Regions from separate parts of the Rattus norvegicus genome. Here region 2 is linked to region 1. A link is a contact called in public Hi-C data. All regions are on one chromosome and are shown on one strand. Each heading gives the region's core, a stretch centred on a gene start, on an enhancer-like site or on the middle of the called end of the contact. The rest is flanking DNA. Distances are from core to core; before and after follow the strand shown.

What was found. A called contact is a pair of places that touch in the nucleus more often than the background predicts.
Region 2: a contact with region 1 is called in a Hi-C map of liver, with 3 times the contacts expected there. The contact joins two enhancer-like sites. A contact is called at or near these places in 7 of 12 Hi-C or Micro-C datasets (the A7r5 cell line, Schwann cells, frontal cortex and 4 more).

The regions. Positions count from the first base shown.
Region 1 is chr10:84,416,936-84,422,679 of GRCr8, forward strand. It overlaps Rara (retinoic acid receptor, alpha), which reads left to right. Exons shown (of 8, transcript NM_031528.2): 2 at 149-297; 3 at 1,812-1,953; 4 at 3,922-4,082; 5 at 4,224-4,400; 6 at 5,216-5,420. Among named protein-coding and RNA genes, the nearest start is that of Rara, 8.3 kb to the left of the region's middle. Within about 2 kb of position 4,241, at least 7 of the 93 cell types and tissues checked have an H3K27ac peak or open chromatin away from gene starts, as enhancers often do. A contact at or near this core is called in liver, where this site is marked.
Region 2 is chr10:84,589,335-84,595,008 of GRCr8, forward strand. Ccr7 (C-C motif chemokine receptor 7) reads right to left here. Exons shown (of 3, transcript NM_199489.4): 3 at 5,065-5,674. The coding sequence ends at 5,065. Among named protein-coding and RNA genes, the nearest start is that of Ccr7, 12 kb to the right of the region's middle. Within about 2 kb of position 1,782, at least 5 of the 93 cell types and tissues checked have an H3K27ac peak or open chromatin away from gene starts, as enhancers often do. A contact at or near this core is called in liver, where this site is marked.

The sequences.
Region 1 (5,744 bases), core at 2,991-5,490:
ATATTTACCTGTCAGCCTGTCGGGGAATTGTGGAAGGGGAGAGCTGAGTTTGCAGAGACCACCTCTGTCCAGGATTAGCACAGACAAGGTGGACAGGTTGCAGGGGGATGGGTACCTGGGTCTCTCAAGTCTCCTCCTTCTCTCCTAGCCATCGAGACCCAGAGCAGCAGTTCGGAAGAGATAGTGCCCAGCCCTCCCTCACCACCACCCCTGCCTCGAATCTACAAGCCTTGCTTTGTTTGTCAAGACAAGTCATCCGGCTACCACTATGGGGTTAGCGCCTGTGAGGGCTGTAAGGTGAGTGGAGGGAGTCCCAGAGAAGGACAGTCTTGGTTGGATAAACGGGATACCCCCACATTCGTTCGTGTCCTCGGTGTGCAGTCAGCAGGGCCGTTACCAAGGCTGCCTACTTTCGCTTCTTCAGCAACCGTGGAGGAAGACGCCTGCAGTAAGGCCTCCTCCATAAATGAGCAGCGCTCTCTGTGACCAGAAGTTCCCTCCTGCCATGTTCTCCCTGTGTCTATCCTCTGGCCAGCAGCGGGGTATACATACACTGGCCCTGCCACTGTTTCCCAGGTTGTCATGGTGAGCTGGCCGTTTGCTGCCTGGCTCTTGGCTGGGGACCCAGGAGGCCTGCCCCCAGTGGCCTTGCCTGAAGCTTACCCGTGGTCTCCTTGCAAGAGACAGCTAGTAGCAGACACCCTGCCTTGGCCTCCCTTCAGGTGTCCAGGCTGCGGGCTCCCCAGTGGCTACTGGGTTTCCTGCCATCTCAGTTATACTGGTCTCTGGGCACGCATGTGGCTAACCCTTCCTGGCTGGGATATCATCTCTCTACCTGATTGATGGCAGGGCCTCTGCTCTAGTTTGTTCCGTCAAAGATAAGGGCCTAGAAGCTATACCTCCTCAGTACTTGGGGCTCTTGGCCCTGGAAGGAACCTCAGACTGGAATAGCCATCTCCAGGTATAAGATAGAGGTCAAGGGTAGTTAGTGTAAGACTGTGTATGTATGTGCTGGCCCTGTCTGGTTTGTCCTGTCTCATTGCTCCCTGGTCAGGTCTGTTTCCGTGCTAGCTTAGCTTACATTGCAGAACCCCGGACAGCGTGGCTTTTCTGTGACTGTCTAGTATGTTTGTCTAGGTGGTGGATATCCTGTTGTCTTGCTTGCAGTGGCCTCACGCTGTCCCTTCATGGCCTCACTAGTGTACATGACTGACTGCACAGTCCCCTCTTGGCCTCATGTGTGTGTAACTGTACAGCGTCCCTTGTCAGCTTCTCCTGCTGCTTTTTTGGTCTTTTGAGACAGGGTCCTCTCTTTTTTTTTTTTTTAAACAGAATTTGACCTGGGACATTGCCAGACTCTTAAAAGGGTCCTCTCTGTTATGCAGCTCTGGCTGTCCTGGGACTCTATGTAGACCAGGCTGGACTCAGAGATCCACTTGCTTCAAGCCTCCCAAGTGCTGGGATTAAAGGAATGTTCCACCACACCTAGCTCGTCCTGCTGTCTTTTCTTGCTGTGTCCCGAGTCCCAGATGCCTCCTTTCCCATCTCCAGCCTTGCGTGTCCTATGTTCTACTCAGCCCTGAGAGTTCTTTTTTGGCCTCTGAAAGAGAAATCAGGTACAGGGATATAGGTTGGGGAAGACTCCAGGCCAGCCTGTGGGATAGCGATAGGCCTGGACTCTCCCAAAGAGAATCCTTACAGGAGAGTCATCTCCCCCCATCTCTTACATAGGCCATAGCAAAAGCTTAGGGTAGCAACCAGGCTGCTCCCACTATGGGTGTGGATGACCCGACTCCTTCTCCCGTACCCAGGGCTTCTTCCGACGCAGTATCCAAAAGAACATGGTGTATACGTGTCACCGGGACAAGAACTGCATCATCAACAAGGTGACCCGGAACCGCTGCCAGTACTGCCGGCTGCAGAAATGCTTCGAAGTGGGCATGTCCAAGGAGTGTGAGTGTCGAAGGGCCAGGGGCCAAGCCCCACCCAAGGTGGGGCGTGCAGGGGCACCGTGTGTGTGCCTGTGTGTACATGTGGGAACGTGTGTGCCGTGATGGGCGGGCAAGCTTCTAGTTGAGGATGCTTTGTAAGTAACGCCGCAAACCTGTGAGTCTGGCGGACTGTGTGTCCGTGCGTGCGTGCATGCGTGCGTGTGTCATTTGGTGTTCAAGCCCCAGAATGCACAGAGCCATCCCATTAGCACGGTGCTTATGTGCTTGTGCATGGGGTGCCTGCCCCCAGGATAGCTTTCTTCTGGGTTTCGCTTGCCTTTGGGGTGTGGCTCGGTAGCTTATCCCAGTCTCTCCTGTATCTTAGGGGAGGGGCCTGAACTCCAGAGGGTGTGAAGTTGGTTTGTATGTATAGGGGGGCTGACATAGGACCCCTGAAGCCATTGTCTGGATAAGCCTGGAACCCAGAGTTAGAAGAGAATTGGGCTTCTCAGATCCCAGAGGAAAAGGGGTTTCCAGTTTGGACTCAGCTGAGGCCCTGACAGAGGGAGGGACAGAGGGAGGGCTGGACAGGGAGACCCTCTTGTGTTGAATCATGGGTGTTGCCGTGGTGACCAGTGATTGATGATGTCAGAGATAAATGACGCTGACAGACGCCTCCTTGTCTGCGTGGCCGTTGCCATGGAGCCTGAGCCTTGGGGGATGAGGTGGGGGAGGGGGCTGCAAGACCCCCTCCAGCCCTTTGTGGGGAGGGGTGCAGAGAAAGATGGTTCTGACTAATGCACCAGCAGCCCCAGCCAAGAATCGGGGGCTGGATATCCTGCTGCCTTCCGTCACCAGAGACTGGGAGTGCTGGTCTTGCACTCGCTCAGGAAGTAGTGCCCGTCCTCTGCAGAGTCTATGACAACTTGGGACGTGCAGAACTGAACCTTTTGGTAAAAGGGCCGTCACTTCCTTCTCCCTTTGCTCCACCTTCCTCCTTTGAACTGTAGAAGGACAGGACACGAGGGTGGGGACCCCCTCTCCTTCCCACAACAACTCCCCCTTTCTCTCCCTCCTTTCCCTCTCCCGGCTGCTCTGTGCCCCGGAGCTGAGCAGCTGCCATTTCAATAGAATTAAAGCTTCCGAATGATAAACGTCTTGTCACAGCTGCAATTTTCTCTTCCCAAATTATCCCCCCACTCTGCCTCTCCCTCTCCCTTCTCTCCCCTGCACTTTATTGAATTTGCAGAATCGACATGAGTGATCTCCAAATTATGCCAGCTCCCCCCCACCCCAGCCCCCTCCCCGGACCCCCCCCACCCCCATCCTTCCTTCCTCCCGCGTCAGCAGCCGCCACAGAGGCCCTGTGAGTGATTGTGTGTCTGGGATAATCGGCTGGTAACGACCCCATCGCTTCTTTAAAGCCGAGTGGTGTGTGCGGCTCAGCGCCCCCCGGTGATTTGTCAGCTCCCCAGCTAATGGGCCAAGAGATTCCTCTGCCAGGGGCCCCCATTCTTGGGTTGGGGAGCCTTATTCCCTGTCCGCCCAGGGAGCTGCTCTGAGCCAGTCTTAGGGATCCCCCAGGGAGACTGCTGCCAGGAGCGCTGAGACTCCAAGGATTTCTAGCAGGCGCAGAGCAGGGCTCAGTTTGCATGACTGCCAACCTGGGCACATGTTCTTAGAGTGTGAGCTCCGTTGGATGCCTGACAGAGTACCACACACTGACCAAGGGCATGTGTGCACATGTATGGCCTTGGCCAGTCATGGGGCCTAGAATAGGATTGAGGACATGATTCAGATAGACATGGAGGGTTAGTGTGGTGCACTGTTTTGTGTATATGTCTGTCTCTGTGTGTGTCTGTGTGTGTGTGTGTGTGTGTGTGTGTGTGTGTGTATCTGTGTGTCCATCTGGCTGATGGATAGCATAGGCTGGGCCTGACCCCGAACCGGAAGCATTCACTCTAACCCACCCATGCCACCCTCCCCCCAGCGGTGCGAAACGACCGAAACAAAAAGAAGAAAGAAACACCCAAGCCCGAGTGCTCAGAGAGCTACACGCTGACACCGGAGGTGGGGGAACTCATCGAGAAGGTGCGCAAAGCACACCAGGAGACCTTCCCGGCCCTCTGCCAGCTGGGCAAGTACACTACGGTATGCCAGCCCAGGCCCTCCTCTGCTATCCTCCCTCTGTGTCCTACACTGTCAGGAAGTGTAGGCTGGGTGGAGGGCAGGCAGGGGCCAGGCTGAAGCGGGTGTCGTAGCTGAGGCCCTTACTCTCCCTGCCTCCCCCAGAACAACAGCTCAGAACAACGTGTCTCTCTGGACATTGACCTCTGGGACAAGTTCAGTGAACTCTCCACCAAGTGTATCATTAAGACTGTGGAGTTCGCCAAGCAGCTTCCCGGCTTCACCACCCTCACCATTGCCGACCAGATTACCCTTCTCAAGGCTGCCTGCCTGGACATCCTGGTGAGAGTCCGCCCCTGTTCTTCAACCCCGGGTCCCTGCCCCTGTAGGGTCTGTTCCCAGCCAGGCAGTCACTTTCTGATGCTTTCCCGGAGTCCACTGTGGGCTCCTGTCCACCTAGCTGTATCACGGGAAGGTGGCCATTCCTGGGAGCAGGAAGTAGAGGGGCCTGCTGCTGGGACACAGTGCTGGAGCGTTTGGTAGCCTGAGTTGTGGATGCCGGATGTAGTAAGAATTGTCCGAGTGAAGGCTAAGAGTAGGACTCCCGGTAATGTCTTCCAGACACATCGTAGGTAGAGAACTAGAGGCACGGACAGGTCTGCTGGGAAGGGGAGGGTGTCATGTGCCCGGTCCCCAGTGCACAGATGTGGGAGGCGCCATTGGCACAAAGTGTTGAAGCTGAATGGGATGGTCCTAGGAACAGATCTGCCTTGTTTCTTGCTGGCTGGAAACTCCTTTCCCTCCTGATTTCTCTATACGAAGGCAGCATGGCCTAGATCTGCTGGCCAGAGCAATCTCCTGGATACGCATGCGCGTCTATTTAAATTTAATTACAATCAGACTCAGTTCAGTCTCCCGGTTGCATTAGCCACATCTCGAGTGTTCAGCAGCCACATGGGGCCGGTGGCTACCGTCTCGGATGCTGCAGACAGAACCTTTCCATCACTGGAGAAAATTCTTGTCAGACAGCCATGCTCTCTGGCTGCTTGCCAGGGAGAGAGAGGCCTCCGGGGGATGCTGGAGCTGGTGTGCCAGGGGCTGGGGCAGGACTTGGGGGCGCTCCAGCCTCTGAACCCGTATACATCCTCTGCACCCAGATTCTGCGAATCTGCACGCGGTACACACCTGAGCAAGACACAATGACCTTCTCAGATGGACTGACCCTGAACCGGACTCAGATGCACAACGCTGGCTTTGGCCCCCTCACCGACTTGGTCTTTGCCTTCGCCAACCAGCTGCTGCCCCTGGAGATGGACGATGCTGAGACCGGACTGCTCAGTGCCATCTGCCTCATCTGTGGAGGTGGGTGAGGCGCAGGTGGCTCTCAGGAGGCGTCACCCTGCTGTAGTGATGATGGTGGCAGGGGAGACCTGCTGGGAATCCCCTGCTTTCTGTGAGGGGAGCCGCCCGCATTGGGGCAGGGGTTTCCATATCCACCAACACAGCTGCTACGGAGAGCTTTGAGAAGCCCACACCCCACTCTTGTTTTAGAGTATAAAGTATATCTCTTGCCTACGAGCCCAGAGACCCTTCCTGGCCAGGTGTGTGGGAGCAGCCTTCTGCCCTCTGTGGCTTGGGCACACCGCCCCCAAGTGGCCATATCTGGGAATGCAACTGTATTCCTGG
Region 2 (5,674 bases), core at 532-3,031, 170 kb after region 1:
GCTCCCCAGTGCGGGGATTAAAGGCATGTGCCACCAAGCCCCACTGGGAATAACTATTTTCAAAGAGCACGTGACAGCCGGCAAACCTAACATCAGCAGGGAAATGTGACCAGGTCACATACAAATCAGAAGGAGAAGGAACCTGTAGGCCATGTGCATGCTCTCAGACCTCAGGGTCACAGAAGTTCTAGCTGGAGCTTCTGTTGACAGTTCCCTCATCTATGTCCCTGGCTGGGAAGCCTGATGGATGGCTGGGAAGCCTGATGGGTAGGCCAGCTGGATTCCTGTGGGGGTGGGGGGTGGGAGTGTTTGTTCTTCCAAAGCCAACAGGTTGAGAGAGAGAGAGAGAGAGAGAGAGAGAGAGAGAGAGAGAGAGAGAGAGAGAGAGAAACACAGAATCCCCAGGGACTCAGTCTAGAGAAACTTGACCTCCAGGGTATGTGGTTAAGGTTCAAGCAGATGTTCTGAGTATCAAGGAGCCCTTAGAGACCTCAGACGATGTATTTCCTTCTCCGTGAGCCTCAGACGTCTCACCTGGCCACCGTGTGGGAAGGCCAGTGTCTCATGGGGTTGGTTGTGGATTGTGTGAATGGACACAGGGCGGAGGAAGTGAAAGTGTGACCTTGAATTTAGCAAGAGTTTCCTTTGTGTGTGTGCGCGAGCAGGTGGAGGGCAGAGATAAACACTGGGGTGTCTGCCTCTATTCTCCACCATTTACTTATTTACCCTTTTATTTCTTGTTATTTATTGAGATGGAGTCTCGTCATCGAACCCAAAGCTTCTATTTTGTTAGAGTTGGTTGGCCAAAGGCTCTAGAATCTCCCTTTCTCTGTCTTCCTCAGCACCAAGTCTGGCCTTTGACTGAGTCTGGACTCAGGGCCTCATGTACAACAAACGCTACCCACTGAACCATCTCTTTTGCCTTCACTCTCTCTTTAAAGAAACATTGTATTTTATTTTTTAAAAAAATATTTAGGGGCTGGAGAGATGGCTCAGCAGTTAAGAGCCCTGACTGCTCTTCTGGAGGCCCTGAGTTCAATTCCCAGCAACCACATGGTGGCTCACAACCATCTGTAATGGGATCTGATGCCCTCTTCTGGTGTGTCTGAAGACAGCAACAGTGTACTCATATATAATAAATAAGTCTTTAAAAATAAATATTTATTTATGCCGGTGGGTGGTGTTGTACCCAGGGTTTGGGAGATAGAGGCAGACGGATCTCTGAGTTCGAGGCCAGCCTGGTTTAGAACTCACTCAGTTCCAGGACAGCTAGGTCTACACAGAGAAACCCTGTCTCAAAAAATGAGAACAGAACAAAAGATTTATTTTCATTTTATGTGTATGAGTGTCTCGCCTGCGTGTATGCATGTACCCCATGAGGTGTCAGATGAGGGTGTCAGATTATCTGGGACTAGAATTGCAAACAGTTAATGGCTGCCATGTGGATTCTGGAAACTGAACCTAGGTCCTCTGAAGGAGTAGCCAGTGCTCTAACCATTGAGCCACCTCTCCAGCCCTGCAATGTTTTAATTTCTCAACTATCTCCCAAAAGACGATATCACTTGCCTGGGTATTTCTAAGCATTTCACTTTTGTAGATGAATTGCTTCCTTACCTCAACCCTGGGAGGTAGACACTGCTAATAACTCCATTATGCAGGTTTGGAAACTGAGGCACCGTGAGGGAGCCGAGACATGAACCAGGCCGTCTGGCTGCGGAGTGGGAGCTCCCTGCCACCTCGCTCAACATTCTGGCTCCGTGCTAAGTGTTTACCCAAATCTCCCCTGTTTTGCAATTGAGAAATCTGAGATTCAGAGCAGTTGAGCAAGAGCTGAAGGTCACACAGCTGGGAGCAGCAGGCCTGGGATTCGGAGTGGGCCAGGCCCCAGCCCCCTTTGGCAACTCTGCCAGACCCTCAGGCTCCACAGCCTGCTTAAGCAACCTCCCCTCATTGCTGCGGCTCTTTGGATGAGCCCGCTCCTTGCTCTGTCTAGAGAACCGCAGGGGGTCGGTCGGCCCCTGCTTCCTGACGTCCCCAGCAGCTTGTTGAACCTATGAACTTAAAGGTTCGGCACTTCCAGCAGAAAGGGCAACTTTGTGGCCTGGGAATGTCTTAGATTAGGGAGGATCTGAGTCCGGGCTGATGTGTGTGTGTCGGGGAGGAGTTGCAGGGGGAGGACAAGGGACTGTTGATAGAATGATAGGAGCTTGGGGCAATTGCAGAATGATGGTGTGGCAAGGGACACAAATTTAGAGGGGTGGGACTGCTATATAAAGCAGATAAGAAAGGCAGAATGGGAAAGAAGACCTGTGTGGGCTTCAGGGGGTGGGGGGATGTGCGTGTGGTGCTTTCTTTTATCCTGGGGATCACCCTGCAGCTGGAGATAGGCCCAAGAGTGCATCAGGTCAGGCCTTAGGTAGCAGGCCAGCATAGAGCTGAGGTTAGGACTTCTGAGGCACAGCAGTTTAGGGGGATTAACATTGCTGGGGGTTATGTTATTTCTGTAAATATTTGGAGATGTCCAGTTATACGAGAGAAATGTGTTTGAAGCCAGGGTGGCGTGTTTGCATGGTTGGCCCAGCTTCCCCTTCCGTGATCCCTTCTATGTATTCCTCCCCTGGAGGAAGCAAGGGCTGTTTTCCCGTCTGTAACCTCGTTAGGATCTACACACCCACACGCACTCTGGCAGGTTTCCCTTGGGAACGACCATGGTCAGTGGCATCACCTTCTTGCCCAGCGCTTGTGGTCACACAGTCATGGCTGAGCCTTTTTAATATTCAATACCAGCATCCTGAAGGCCGCGGCACACTGACGCTGACTGCACTTGGGCCAGCCTTGTTCCTCTCAGGGCGCTGATTCCAGGCTTGGAGACTGCCTGACAATTGTGTTAAAGTCTTTGTAGCCCCATGCATCCTGTGGAGGAGGGTAACCGGCGTTTGTGGCTACAAGCTTAGAGAAACATCATCGTCAGGGAACAGGCTCGGTTTTTCCTTTTTCTTGGGGAAATTGGAGTTATGTTTTTATTTTTTTTATTTATTTATTTTTTTTTTTTGGTTCTTTTTTTCGGAGCTGGGGACCGAACCCAGGGCCTTGCGCTTCCTAGGTAAGCGCTTGGAGTTATGTTTTTGTGTGAATGTCTCACCTCTCTCTCATGTCCCATCCCCCATCCCACCTCCATACTCAGAGCCATTAGAGTGCCAAGCCTTCAGACTCTTGTCTAGGTTATCATAGGTTGGACCTTGTCGGGCTTGGAGAAGTTAGGGCTATGGCTAGACACCGGGGCACAATGACAAGGACACTTGGCCTGTACAGGTGGGGTGAGGGGAGCAGAGTCCTCTCCCTCTGCTCTCCACGACGCTATCTTTTGAATATGTGTGTCCCTCCAGTATCCCTACGTTTGAACTTGAGCCTTAGGGTGACGGTATTGGAGGGTGGGGCAGTTGAGAGATAACTGGCTAGCCAAGAGTTAGGGCTAGCCATGAAGGCTCCACCCTAGTGAACGGATTTAATGCCTTCAAAATGGACTCGGGCGAACTAGTGTGGGAGTTGTTTCTCTTCCAGAGTGGTGAGAAATAGATTTCTATTGTTCCTAAGTTACGCAGACCATGGTGCTGTGTTACAGGAAACAGGAACGGACTGAGAGGCACTTAGGGGTCAGGCTGGTAACAGCGACTACTGTTACTAGTGGCGGAGCAAATCAAGTGGTTGGTCCTAGCTCTCAAACACCCCACAGGGTCCTGTCCCAGCCTGTACCATGTGTCTCATCCTAGCCCCTTACTCCAGGATGCCATGACCTCTGTCTGAGCTTCCCACCAAACACAAGTTCTTAGAGGGGTTTGTGCAAATCTGAAGGGGCCTGACAAGGGTTAGGGCTGTTTCCGGGCAATCCTGTCACCGCAAACACAGCAGGATGCAGGTGTTCCTCCGGGTCCACTGAGTTCCTAGCACAGGGATTTCTGGGACAACCTGGTCTTTCCATCCTCTACTCAGAGCGGCCTCAGATGTGTACTGCTGCCTTCAAGGGTCCCACCCCACAGGCTCCGAGAGTGTATGTGAAGGTCAGACAGCCTGTCTTCACTCTCTTCCCACCTCTTGCAAGCCTCCTGGGCTTGTGTCTCCAGAGGAGCCCAGTGACCTCATGCTTCTGAGAAAGCAAGGCTGGGGTGTGGGGGTGTGGGTGCTGGACCATCAGGTGAAGTAGGGGGATTACCAAAGCGCTCACTCGCTTGCCTTTTACCAAGGAAAATTCTCCCTTCTTTCCAAGTTGTTTCCCTGAGGGAAATCTTTTTATTTGCTTTTAGTAAAATATGTGGTCTCTTAAGAGTGGAAAGCAGAACAGCAGAAGGGAGGAAAGGTTTCTGTTACTGACGGAGAACAAAGGAGCGGCTTGCCGGCCGCTGTCAGCCGGCAGGGTCACCTTCTCTGTTCCTGTGACCTTTCTCCCTGCCTTTCTCTCCCATCCTAGAGGAGCGGCCCGACGACTTGTCATAGCCATCCACAGCCCCAACTGGAACTGCATTCAGGCTGATGATGGGGCCTGGCCCTCAGGAAACGTTTCCTTTCTTGAGGAGAACTGGGGAGAGGCAGAAGGAAGGGGCAGGGGCGCTCTGTGGGAGCACGGAGAGAGGCGGCCATCTCTCACTGACTTGACAACAGTGGGGATAACCTCTGTCCTTGAGTCTACCGCACATCTCTCTACGCTAGAAGCAGGTCCATTCAGAGGCCTCTGAAGTCTACTCTAGAACCAGGGTGTTCACCGGCCCCACATCCCTCACTCCGGAAGGTGTGGCGGCCTCTCAACTTTCACTTTTGGCTGTCAGTTTGGGGACAGCTGCCTTGGTTTGGGTATTAACTTCTCAGCCATGTCTCTTTCAGCTTTGCTTGAGGTAGGTAGCAAATATGGGTTGGGATTAAGTGGTTTCTTAGGCTCTGATGTCAACCTGACTGGCCAGAACTGCCCTTCCCTCAGCAGCTCTTCGGTGGATCGGGAGTCCGTGCACATGCTCCCAGTCCCCACATTAAGGCCCCTGGGAGAGGTCCTTGTAGTCTGGGCCGGGGAGCCCCCTACGGGGAGAAGGTGGTGGTAGTCTCCGCCTCCATGCTCACGGACGTGTGCCGTACATGGCGGCAGGAAGACCACTGCCGGAGCCGTTCCTGGCTGAGGCAGCCCAAGTCCTTGAAGAGCTTGAAGAGGTCGCTGCGGAACTTGACGCCGATGAAGGCATACAAGAAAGGGTTGACACAGCAGCGGACGGAGGCCAGGCTGTAGGTGACGTCATAGGCAATGTTGAGCTGCTTGCTGGCTTCGCAGCTGCTATTGGTGATGTTGAAATTGGCCACGGTCTGGGCCAGGACCACCCCATTGTAGGGCAGCTGGAAGACGACGAACACTACGACCACAGCGATGATCACCTTGATGGCCTTGTTCCGCTCGAAGTTTCGCGCCTGGAGCAGAGTGCGGATGATAACCAGGTAGCAGAAACTCATAGCCAGCATAGGCAGTACAAACCCAACAACCATCTGGGCCACTTGGATGGCGATCAAGGCCTCCACTTGGGCACTGACCAGGGAGCATCTCCACGTGTCCTCGCCGCTGTTCTTCTGGAGGCCGCTGTAGAGCAGCTCAGGGATAGAAAGGAAAAAGGCCAGCGTCCAGATGCCTATACAGGACAGC